Regions from separate parts of the Triticum aestivum genome. Here regions 2 and 3 are each linked to region 1. A link is a contact called in public Hi-C data. All regions are on one chromosome and are shown on one strand. Each heading gives the region's core, a stretch centred on a gene start, on an enhancer-like site or on the middle of the called end of the contact. The rest is flanking DNA. Distances are from core to core; before and after follow the strand shown. Region 1 holds the start of LOC123164295 (polyadenylate-binding protein-interacting protein 8). Region 2 has its middle 54 kb from the start of LOC123171145. Region 3 holds the start of LOC123165735 (heavy metal-associated isoprenylated plant protein 28).

What was found. A called contact is a pair of places that touch in the nucleus more often than the background predicts.
Region 2: a Hi-C map of leaf shows a contact between it and region 1, with 8 times the contacts expected there. The contact joins the enhancer-like site here to the promoter of LOC123164295 in region 1. A contact is called at or near these places in 3 of 5 Hi-C or Micro-C datasets (leaf and an unstated tissue) and 1 of 1 datasets of contacts at active chromatin or transcription factors (leaf).
Region 3: a Hi-C map of leaf shows a contact between it and region 1, with 7 times the contacts expected there. The contact joins the promoter of LOC123165735 here to the promoter of LOC123164295 in region 1. A contact is called at or near these places in 2 of 5 Hi-C or Micro-C datasets (both in leaf).

What each region holds. Positions count from the first base shown.
Region 1 is chr7D:427,074,878-427,078,475 of IWGSC CS RefSeq v2.1, forward strand. LOC123164295 (polyadenylate-binding protein-interacting protein 8) reads left to right here and starts at 2,346. Exons shown (of 10, transcript XM_044581716.1): 1 at 2,346-2,932; 2 at 3,412-3,522. The coding sequence starts at 2,522.
Region 2 is chr7D:426,753,573-426,757,237 of IWGSC CS RefSeq v2.1, forward strand. No RefSeq gene overlaps it. Among protein-coding and RNA genes, the nearest start is that of LOC123171145, 54 kb to the left of the region's middle. Within about 2 kb of position 1,884, at least 3 of the 8 cell types and tissues checked have an H3K27ac peak or open chromatin away from gene starts, as enhancers often do. A contact at or near this core is called in leaf, where this site is marked.
Region 3 is chr7D:427,474,100-427,477,813 of IWGSC CS RefSeq v2.1, forward strand. It overlaps LOC123165735 (heavy metal-associated isoprenylated plant protein 28), which reads right to left and starts at 1,821. Exons shown (of 5, transcript XR_006483123.1): 1 at 1,639-1,821; 2 at 1,475-1,550; 3 at 1-1,343.

The sequences.
Region 1 (3,598 bases), core at 1,096-3,595:
ATGACCGTTGTTGCGCCGCGTGCCAGCTGTTGAGTGGATCCTTATCCTGACAATGGTCATGTCTGAGAAGGGCATTTATGACATTTCATGTCGGGTTGCCCTGGCTATAAATAGTCGCCCCCACAACCACTTATTGGTTGGCTGCTATAGAGAGAACTTGACACTTGTCATTTGAGAGCAACCCATCCTCTCACTACTTTGAGAGAATCCAAGTGAGGAAAAACCCAACCAGAGACAAAGTGATTTGAGTATCACTGAACTGTGTGACCGGCCTGTTACCTTTGAAGATTGTCATTCTTCCAGACGGTTAGGCGTCAAATTCTGAGCACCCAAGAGTCATTGTGGTGTGCCGGTGAACAAGTCTGTGAAGGTCTTGAAAGTCTACCTTGAAGACTTACCATGAGTGATTGGGTGAGGCCTAAGTGACCTTGGCTCAAGAGGAATACAGCGAGGACTAAGTGTCCTCTAAGTTCATCTCAACCGCCTAAACCAGACGTACATTTGATACAACAGCTGGAACTGGTATACCAAATCGCCGTGTCTTCACCGAGCCAACCTGGTTTCAAATTCCTCACCCTTACCTTTAGTATTTCCGTTGCTGAAGAATTTGCGATCTACTTTCTGAAGAATTTGAACTGAAGACTTTCATCACGCTGTTTTCATTTCTTCAGTTCATCTTCCTCATGCCTGTATGCCTGTATGATTGCATGTTCTTCACCTGTATGTATCTTGTATGCAAGCTTTCTGTTTCTGTGATGATTTAGTTCCCTCGCGTTTCTATTTCTTCACTCCGATCTTCGTCAAATTCATCAGAGTTTGACGAATTTCTAAAAATGTCCCATTCACCCCCCTCTGGGAGTAAACCTGCGTTTTCACTTACTACATGACAGTGAAAATAGGTAGTTCTAGAAGATATCCCGCGCGTTGTTGCAGGGATTGCTTGCAATAATTTAAATAAAAATAATATATATATATATATATATATTGTATTTGATTATTGTATAGTTGTAAATATATATAGAATATATTTAATTCATATGCATGTTGAGAGAAATATAATTAGAATGATTTAAGTTGGGATGTGTGCATGTTGAGAGAGAATATTAATAGTAGTTTTCATGCATATGAAGAGAAACAGCTAGTGGGATGATGAGGTGGCATATATGGTGAGTTTACATGTGAGCATGTTGAGAAAATTGACATAGGAATCAACTATTTAGGTATATAGGATAGGATAGGACTAGGGTCACCTTCCTTCACCATATCTCGCTCCCCTTTTCTGATTACCTGAATCTGCATGGTCTAATTTTGTTCTTAACTTCGACACAAAAATACACACCAAAGATTGCATGCATTACCCCGTATATTGATATATAATTATATTTATATAGGGAACCAATGTATACTGACCTATACACTCCTAAATTTATAACGAGCTATACAATGCTAAATTGATGTATATTTACATTTATCAGGGGAGCCACTGTACAATGACATATACAACGCTAAATTATAAAAAATGTACGTGAAAAAAGAATTTCTACAGTTTCAGCTAAAATAAGTAATAACTAGTATACAAGTATCTAAAATATGTATACACCCAACACATTAACACAACACATGGTCATTCTATTGCGCGCTTAACATCAGACAATAAGGAAAAAGAAAATCATACTTCCTCCGTCCCGAAATAAATGTCTCATTTTATACTAAGTTTAGCACAAAGTTATACTAAAATTGAAGGTTGGGACAATTATCTTAGGACAGAGAGAGTACTTGTTTTGCTCTTATTATGAGCAGTAACATACGACCACCTAACCCTCAATCAGATCTGCCAGATGACATAGTCTCACCAACCTCTGCACTCTACCCTCTCGTCCCAATACCTATCGTTCAAAACTCCCAGCAGTTTAATGCGCACCGCATAATAATCGGTGAAGCCCATAGTGAGAGTTGCCGGTCATCTCACTTATGTTTTCATACGTGCACGCTGACTCCGCAAACATGGCCGCAAGCTCAGAAGATCCCACCGTTCACCCCGATGACCCGCCATTCTACACACCCATACAACTCAATCTCTCTTTAGAAAGCTTCCACGCAAAATGATAATTTCTCTTCAAGAAAGTATTTTTTCGGCGCAAAGAATAGATGAATAAATAAACGGATAAACACGATGACAGAAGCGTAATGGACAGAAACAAAGGCGAATACGCCCCACACCGATTTATTTTCCCCCAAGAAAGGACTTTGTAGCGCACGGAAACGAAAAGGAAAAGGATATTAGTCGCAGTAGAGAAAAGAGTGGGCTTGGGCACCTATTTATAGCCAACCTCCCCGAAAGCGATCTCGCTCGCCTCCTCCACGCTTTTTCCCTTCCATTCCTCCCTCCTCGCAGCCCCAATAAATAATAAAAACCCAACCCCACGCCCAATTCCTTAGTCCTCGATTCGATTTTCTCGCCAATTCACGGGCCGCTAGTGCCGGGGGCGCGATCGGCGGTGAGATTCGTCGCCGGGCGGAAATGGTTGCCGTGGCGGCCGAGGGCCCGATCCGCGCCGATGCCGTGCCGGCGGCGGCTGGGGCGGGCGCGGAGAGGGCCGATGCGGCGGGCGCGGGCGGGGCGGCGGCGGCCAAGGCCAGGGAGGACGAGGTCAGGGAGTACAAGAGTGACGTGAGGAAGCTGGAGGAGCTGTTCAAGAAGCTGAACCCCTCCGCGGAGGAGTTCGTGCCGCTCTCCCGCCGCCAGGGGGACGGCGCACGCCGCCTGTCGGCCGACGCGCCAGTCTTCGTCTCGCCCGCGATCGACTACTATGCGCCCCACCACCCGTTCCAGCATCAGCAGATGCACGTGCTGCAGGTGGTCGGTGGCGGGGGCGGAGCGGGCAGAGACTCCAGCAGCGACGGATCCGCCAACGGCCAGCCGAATCGACGGGTAAGCGCGAGCCGAATTGCCGATTCGGGCTCGGTTTTTTCGATTTGTTTCGCGTGGCGCTTTGGAGTGGCGACGCCTTGTGGCCAGATCAGTCGATCAGATTTGAGGTTTATGATGATGTTGATGGGTTTGGGTTTTTTTGATCTCTCTCTCACGCGATCGGCTCGGAGGTTGATCTCTTTTCTAGGGTTTTAGGTGTAGTTGGGTTTTGATATTAGCACCACCAATTTTGGATGTCGCGAACGTTACTTTGGTGAACGGTTTTTTCTCATAGATCGATTGATTTCTTCTCATCTCTTGTCCGTTTAACTGGATTCGTGTGGTTGACTTCATATCCGTTTGCTTTTCAGTTGTTGTTAGTTTTTTTTCACATAAATTTGTTTGTCAATGCTAATTCTACATTTCACCATGTTTGGGTTTTAGGGGGCAGCACTTCTTTCTCGGTTATATTGATCACCTGCATTGGTCTGTGGTTACAGAGAAGGAATGGCTTCAACCAGGGGAGACGTAGGATGGGAGTTCGGCCAAGGCGAACTGATAGGGAGGATAGTGTACGGCGAACTGTCTATGTCTCAGACATTGATCAACATGTGAGAATATCAAAGAGAATTTAGCTGTTGTATTAGTTTCTTCTTTTCAGTTTTTGTTCCTAATTGACTGACCCCC
Region 2 (3,665 bases), core at 634-3,133, 320 kb before region 1:
CAGGGTCACCATCTTGCGGTACACAGTTCTTGCTGGTTGGAGGGTTGCAATTATTTTCTGTTACTCTGATCTGTCATCGTGGAAACTGCTTTCGCCGGGGACGGTTAGCATGAGCAATATCACAGACCTGGAGTACACTCTTGTGAAATTCTGCAACCTCTCATTTACATACACTTTCCGGTGCAAACGGTTAGCGTTCAGGTGTGGCATGGGCAGCTGGAGTGTCTCCATCTTGCAAGCAAGACAAGATGGTTTTACTCGGGAAACTAACTCATTTTCTGCTTTTTCTGCAACGCAGTTTCTGCGGTGTCACTGTCCACAAAGCCTCGTTGATTCGTGAAACTCAGGAATAGGAAAAATATAAGAATGGAGCGACATGCAATCTCGGATTAGCATGGGCATTTGATTGTGCCCGGAAAAGAAAACGTGAGTAGAAATCTTTTACATGAGTTTGGAAATAGATGGAAATTCTCCTATGAAACCGGTACAAATTAATCCTAAGGAATCAGTCATATGGTTTGCAATCCTACGAATCTGACAACGCACACAGAAAATATTTTTGGAAGGATTGGAATCTTCTAGAGTTCCTTCAGGAATCCTCCGGATCAAAGAGGCCCTCCTGATATTTTGCTTTCAGGATGCGGCGTCCATCACCCCGGCCAAAGTTGACATCGCCGGCTCGCCATCAGGCCATTAACCATCTGAACAGGGTCCTGGTTAGAAGTTGGCAAGCATTTTCCACATAGCCGGAGCACGCCTGCCCTCGGTTACGTAGCATGTGTACGTTCGATGGCCTCTCACGATTTCGTCCCCGCCCAAACCTCTCAGCCATCGGGACAACGACCGCCCTCGCGAAGCTTATCGCACCGGCTCGGTTCCTTGTTCCGTATCGTACGTGACGCACGACACGAGCGAGGTAGTGTTCCCTATCCTGCCCTGCGTCATGTATTTTAGCACCATATTCCCTATCTATCTATCCATCCCTTTGTGCTCTACCGCCGCTGGCTCTCACCCGGCCGAATCCTTTGCGCCGAGGCGGTGCCGCGGGCGGGCGGCTCGGTCCTTTTCGAGCTCCATGCCATGGTGTGAATAAAATAAAGAATAAAAAAGTTGCGTTTGTTCTGAAGAATATAGATGGAATATAATATATTCCCCGTGTGCGTGAGAGAGAAAAAAAGGTCTCTGCTCGCCCCTCATCCATCCCTTGTCCTTTTGATGACAGCACTGGGATTGATTCCCCAGCGGAGCCTCGGTCCACTGGGCCGATAGATCGATCATGCATGCTATCCTCTGCACCCAAATCGCCGGTGAATCGCGAAAAGGTTAATCTTGAACAGCTTCTCTCTCGGCGCTACTGGAGATCGAGGAACGGAAGTATTTAGTTAGTACTATCCTTTAGATAGATTTAGCCATTCGGCGCTTGAGATTATATTAGATTAGGGTTTGTCAGGTGAGAGAGACAGAGTGGTTGAAACATTCGTGTCGCTGATCAGACGAATTTGATCGCCATTCTTCATGTTGATCAGGATGTGTCCGTGCTTCTGTTTGGCAGTGGGAAATGACGAGCGGAAACGAGTCTCGGCCGTTGTTGAACCGGGGGAATTGATCTGACCGGCAGTTGGGTTGATGCGCGGAGCTTGAACATTACTAGTAGCGTCGTTGATCAGACGAAGTTGATCGTCATTCTTCGTGTTGATCAGGACGTGGGCGACAGTGCTGCCCTTCTTTTTTTGGTTTTAAAAAGATGACGAGCGGAAACGAGCCTCGGCGGTTCTTGAACGGGAGAAATTGACCGGACCGGCAGTGTATAGAATACTCCATGTCCTTTTCCGTTTCAAATTGTCTCCAAAGCCATTGACCAAATTTATTATTAGTAGCACGGTAACATCACGAGCTCGTAAAGGGCACGCTTCCGTCTCACTCTCAGGCCTCAAAACAAAACTCGGCCACGTCCTGGACTCAGGCTTTTATTTTATTTTATTTTATTTTCTCAATCAAAGGTAGGAAAAGCTCTGGAAAACAGAAAGTTGGGTTGGCCTTTTGCTCAAGGAAAAAAAAAGAAGCAAACGAAAGGGAAGATGCTCACGTACGCACGCAGACGTTAATTCGCGCACGCTTTTCTTTCCGTGAGGTCACGTGCGTCAGCTCTGAGCGGCCCCAGGGCCGGAGATCGCCTGCGGTCGTGCATTTTGTAGCCTTCTCTGCGGCGGCGTCGCACGTGAAGCCACATCGCTCCGAAGTGGCATACGACAAAACGAACTGGGTAAAATAGAATAGAATAGAATAGTCGTTGGGCGCAGTGAGAACTTCTCCGTTGATGCTGCTTGGGATAATCCGTGGACGGGGACGGGGTGGATACGACGATGCCGACCTGGGCGAGCGAGCCGTCGAGCGCAAATGATGTCTCTGCGTCGGATGCGCGTGCTGGGCTATGGGGTGGACGGCGGAACAATTCTCCGGCTTCCCAAATGGTGCTTTAGAGCAACTTCGACGTGTCTGATCCAATTGTTCACGCGTGTCTGTTAAACGCGACGACCCAAATAGACACGAATCCGCTATTTGTCCGCCGCGCGACCCATGTGCGGCTCAAATTTAGGCTACATTTGTGTCGTGCGGACAGAAAACAGACGCGCGTGCGCTATTTGTCCACCGCGCGACGCATGTGCGGCTCAAATTTGGGCCGCATTTGTGTCGGCGCGGACAGAAAACGAATGTGCGTGATGCCCACCCTTGTCTTCCGTTGGCCCGCCAATCGGCGACACATTGCCATTCCATCTTTCTTTCATCGGCAGCTAGCACACCCGGCCGCCCCCTCCCCCTCGGCGTCGCCGCCAACCGGCCACACCCACGTGCCTCCTCTCGCAACACGCCACCTTCCAACGCAGCCGCCACCACCGCCCTCGCCCCACCGCCGCCGCAGCTCCCCAACGTCGCCGCCCCCACCCCCTGCCTGTAGCACCCAAGTCCGGCCGCCACTCTGGATGCCGACAGGCCTGCTACCTGGTCCAGGGAGAGGCGCGAGGCTCTTCACCGGCCAGCTTCTTCCACAACGCCCGCAAGTTGTTCGAAGGTTTGCCCGCAAGGTACAGATGGACTCCGGTGACGAGTTCTTTTTCCACAATTTTATTTGCGACTCGGATGAATCTTCATCCTATGATGACGAGTTTCTGGCTGTTGTGTTGGTCGTCCATGACCACCTTAGTAGGCAGCGGCCGATATTCAAGGGCTCGATCCTAGGGCACACTCCGACGTTACACCGCAACCCAAAGAGCGGTCATTTCCTACTCTGGAAGGACTACTTCGAGTCCCCCAACCTGCTCTTCAAACACCACCTATTCCGGCGCTGTTTCCGTATGGCTAGACATGTGTTCAACCATATCCGAGAGGGGGTGGTGGGGTACGATAAGTATTTCGAGTGCAAGGAGGATGCCCTGGGAAAGATTGGCTTCTCCTCTTATCAGAAATGCACTGCAGCTATTCTGATGCTTGCATACGGAGTTCCTCGTGATCTCATTGATGAGTATGTCCGAATGAGCGAGTCCACGTGGCTAGAGTCCATGTATAGGTTCTGCAAGGCTGTGGTAGCCGTGTTTGGTCCGGAGTACTTGAGAGAGCCAAATGCTGAAGATACAACCTGGTTGTTGGCGATCAATGCCAGCAAGGAC
Region 3 (3,714 bases), core at 571-3,070, 400 kb after region 1:
GATTTCCTCCCCGAGCTCTGGGGTCGTGGGTTTCCTCCCCGTGGAAAGGACGTGGGTCGGGCAGGGTTACCCCGAGATGGATGCGGTCCAAATGACCAACTCATTTCCCTGGGCCAACTCGGCCCGTGGTTCTCCGGCCCGGGGAAACAGCGGGGATCCCCCGGGAAACCCTGCAACCAAATGAGGCCTCAAAGGAATTTGGCACTTTGGGGGAGGTAATGTTTAGGATGATCCTAACCTTCTTCAAAAACTTGTCTTAATAGTGCGGCTATCCTATGATTCGAATAAAATTGGAAACCTTTGAATTTTCGAAAAGCCGGCGCCTTTTCCCTTTTTAAATAGAGGGTCAACCATGTCTGTTGACAATCACCGAGAGAGTAATGTCCTAAGATTCACTTGATAAACAACATTAGTCATCACTAATTATATTGTCATCAACACTAGTGTTGATAAGTTGGTTAGGTTTCTTGTGGTGGAACCAGTCAACCTAGGTCAAAGTCCCATATTTGTTGATGCTCACATTTTCCTTAGATTATTTCAGGCATTTCAACGATGTACGTTCAGCGGGGACGATATTTCCATCGACTATGAGGTGCATGTGGTGATTTCAGTGGGAGAAGATTTACCTACTCGGTTTCTCAAAAGTGCTCAGAGGATAGGTTGTGTGTGTGCGCATCCATAGGTGAGTGTACGTGCGTGTATACGAGCGTCTCCATTTGTACTGTGTTTCTTCACGGAAAAACTTGCATATATTAAACCCGGATAACTTGCATAAATTTCTTGTTCCAAACATAGGCTTCAGTGTCTTAACAGAGCACCTTGACAGAGAGAACTATCCACAAGAGACGTATGTACACGATGCAGAGGCCAATTCGTAGGCATCGGAGCGACCACCGGTCAGCTGTGCACTCACATGACGGAGCAGGCGCTGGGGTTGTCGTCGCTGAAGTAGCTCCCCGCGTCGACAGGCACGGCGGCGTTGGACAGCCCCTGCTGCTGGTGGTAGTACCCGTGGAGGTCCGAGTCGTAGTAGCCATGGACGTGGTAGTTGTACGAGCTGGCGCTGCCGTACTGCGCCGCCGGCATGTACCCGCTCTTGCCGTGCGGAACGCTGTTGTAGTTGCGGTGTGCGTGGGCGGCGGCGGGCTTGGCCTGGTAGGAGTAATAGGCCGGCTGTGCGTGAGCGTAGGCGTAGGCGTGGTGGTACCCCGGGTCGTACGCCGACGGCCACAGCACGGCGAGCTTCCCCGTGCGCCGCGCCGCGCGCAGCACCTTCTTCTGGCTCGCCGTGCCGGTCACCGTCACCTTGTCCCGCGCTCGGTCCACGTCCACGTAGTGCACGCCTGCACAACACGACCACAAACTTATCATGAGGACATGTCTCTCTCCCTGCGTACTGTACGGCAAGTAAGTCTGATAGTAGTACCACTCCCACAAGCACGATGATTATCGAAATTCCTTTGGTGGTACGTACCTTGAAGCCTCAGAAGGGCCTTCCTCACGTTGTCCTCGCAGCCGTCGCAGTCGATGTTCATCTGCATCTCCACGATCTGCACGCAAGACAAGATTTCTCAAGGATTTAGCAGTAGACCTTGGCAATTTAGCCGTGGACAAAGGCAGACAGGTGTAAGAACTTACCGTCATGGCTGCAGACTGCTCTTGGAGAGGCTACGCGATGTGAGCCTGACAAAGTCGAGCTCCTTTCCAACTCAGAGTGCTCTGCTAGGACAATGTAGGGATGCATATAAGGGGCCGAAGGAGATGACAAGTGACAAAGGCCTGGATATTTATTTTTAAGGTCAAGTCAGCTCCTGGATAGACGAAGATATCTACTACCAGCTGCAAGTTGCACCAGTAGTGCGTATATATGTAGTGACAGTGGATGGTTTATTTGCCATGTTAACTTCGGCGCTGCATCATGAAAGCGACGTGCCAACGCGTCATAACGTTTTGTCTCGCACTGCCATGACGACGCCGAGCGGTGAATGGCCTCGTAGTTGCGTGACAGTTTTGCGGACGCTGTAGAGCGACCCATCGAGTTAATTAAGCTGACCTTAGAGTAGTGCCGGTATTTTTTGGGGAACAACCGAATGAGTAATGCCGATATGAGTCAGCACTATGCAAGTTGAACAAATGGAGAAGTGACCGTCGTGTGAAATATCAAGTGATGTACGATACTGTACCTCCTTTTCTTCCAAAAATACCTCTGTACATCTTGAAACCTGACACGAACCCGAATTCATCATCCGAACCAGTCAGCCTTCATGAAAGGGAGATATATCTTGGATGGGATCCTTGCCCTCCATGAGATTATCCATGAGGTTAAGAGCAAACAACTCCGTGCGGTGTTCTTCAAGATCGATTTTCATAAAGCCTATGATACCATTCATTGGTCCTTCCTTCGGGAAGTGTTGCTGAAGCGTGGCTTCGACCCTCACTAGGTGGCCCGGGTGATGCAGTTTGTTATGAGTGGCCGGACGGTTGTAAACATTAATGGGGAGGTTGGACCTTACTTCTTGACTGGCCAAGGGGTCCGACAGGGAGACCCGATCTCCCCATTTCTCTTCAACCTTGTGGTTGACGCGCTCGCTTCGATTCTGGACTTGGCCAAGCGCGCGGGTCACGTAAGGGGGATTTGCCCCCATTTGGTGGCCCATGGGGGTTTGACCCACCTCCAATATGCGGATGACACCATTATGATGGTGGAAGGGTCCGACGAAGATATTCAAAACCTCAAATTCCTCCTCCTCTGCTTCCAGGAAATGTCGGGCCTCAAGATAAACTTTGCCAAGAGCGAGGTAATGGTCTTGGGATATTCCCAAGGCCCAGCGGATTGCTAACCGTTTGAACTGCCGCTTGGGGTCCTTCCCGATGACCTATCTTGGCATGCCCCTCAGTGACGCACGGCTCCAGGAGAAGGACTTCCGTCTAATAATCGCCAAGCTCCAACCTAGAATGGAGCCTTGGCAAGGGAGATTGCTTTCCAAAGCCGCCCGAGTGATTCTAATGAACTCCTCCCTTATTAGCTTATTGATGTATATCATGGGATTCTATAGTCTACACGAATCCCTCCATCATGAAGTTATCAAACTACTCTCCCGATTCTTTTGGGCGGGCGAGAACAATAAACAGAAGTACCACATGGTCAAGTGGTCCGAGATCTGTAAACCGAAGGACCAGGGAGGCTTGGGGGTTATTTCCTCTAAGCGAATGAATATCGCCCTCCTGTCCAAATGGCTTTGGCGGATCCAAACTGAGGAGGGTGGCCTATGGCTTCAGATTATCCGTGGGAAGTACCTTCGCAGGCAACCACTTGCGTTTGCGTCTAGGTCTGGAGGTTCCCAATTCTGGCAATCGGTGATCCCTCTGTTACCGGTCCTGCGCATTGGGACCTCCATCCAGATAGGCTCCGGTGATGCCACCCTGTTTTGGCTGGACAGATGGGTGGGTTCCCGCACCTTTGCAGATCATTTTTTTGCGCTTTTCTCTATCTGTGTACGCCCACAGATCTCCGTGGCTGCGGCCCTAGTGAATCTAGGCGCTATTGCCTTCCGCCGCACCTTCGGGGCGGTTGAACTCGCGCAATGGGAGGAGTTACTTGAGTGTGTTGCCCTACACTCCCCCTCCCTGGAGCCGGATGCGCTTTCTTGGCACCTCGAGCCAAGCGGTAGATTTTCGACTAGATCTCTTTACCAGGCGATTGTTCCCACTCCT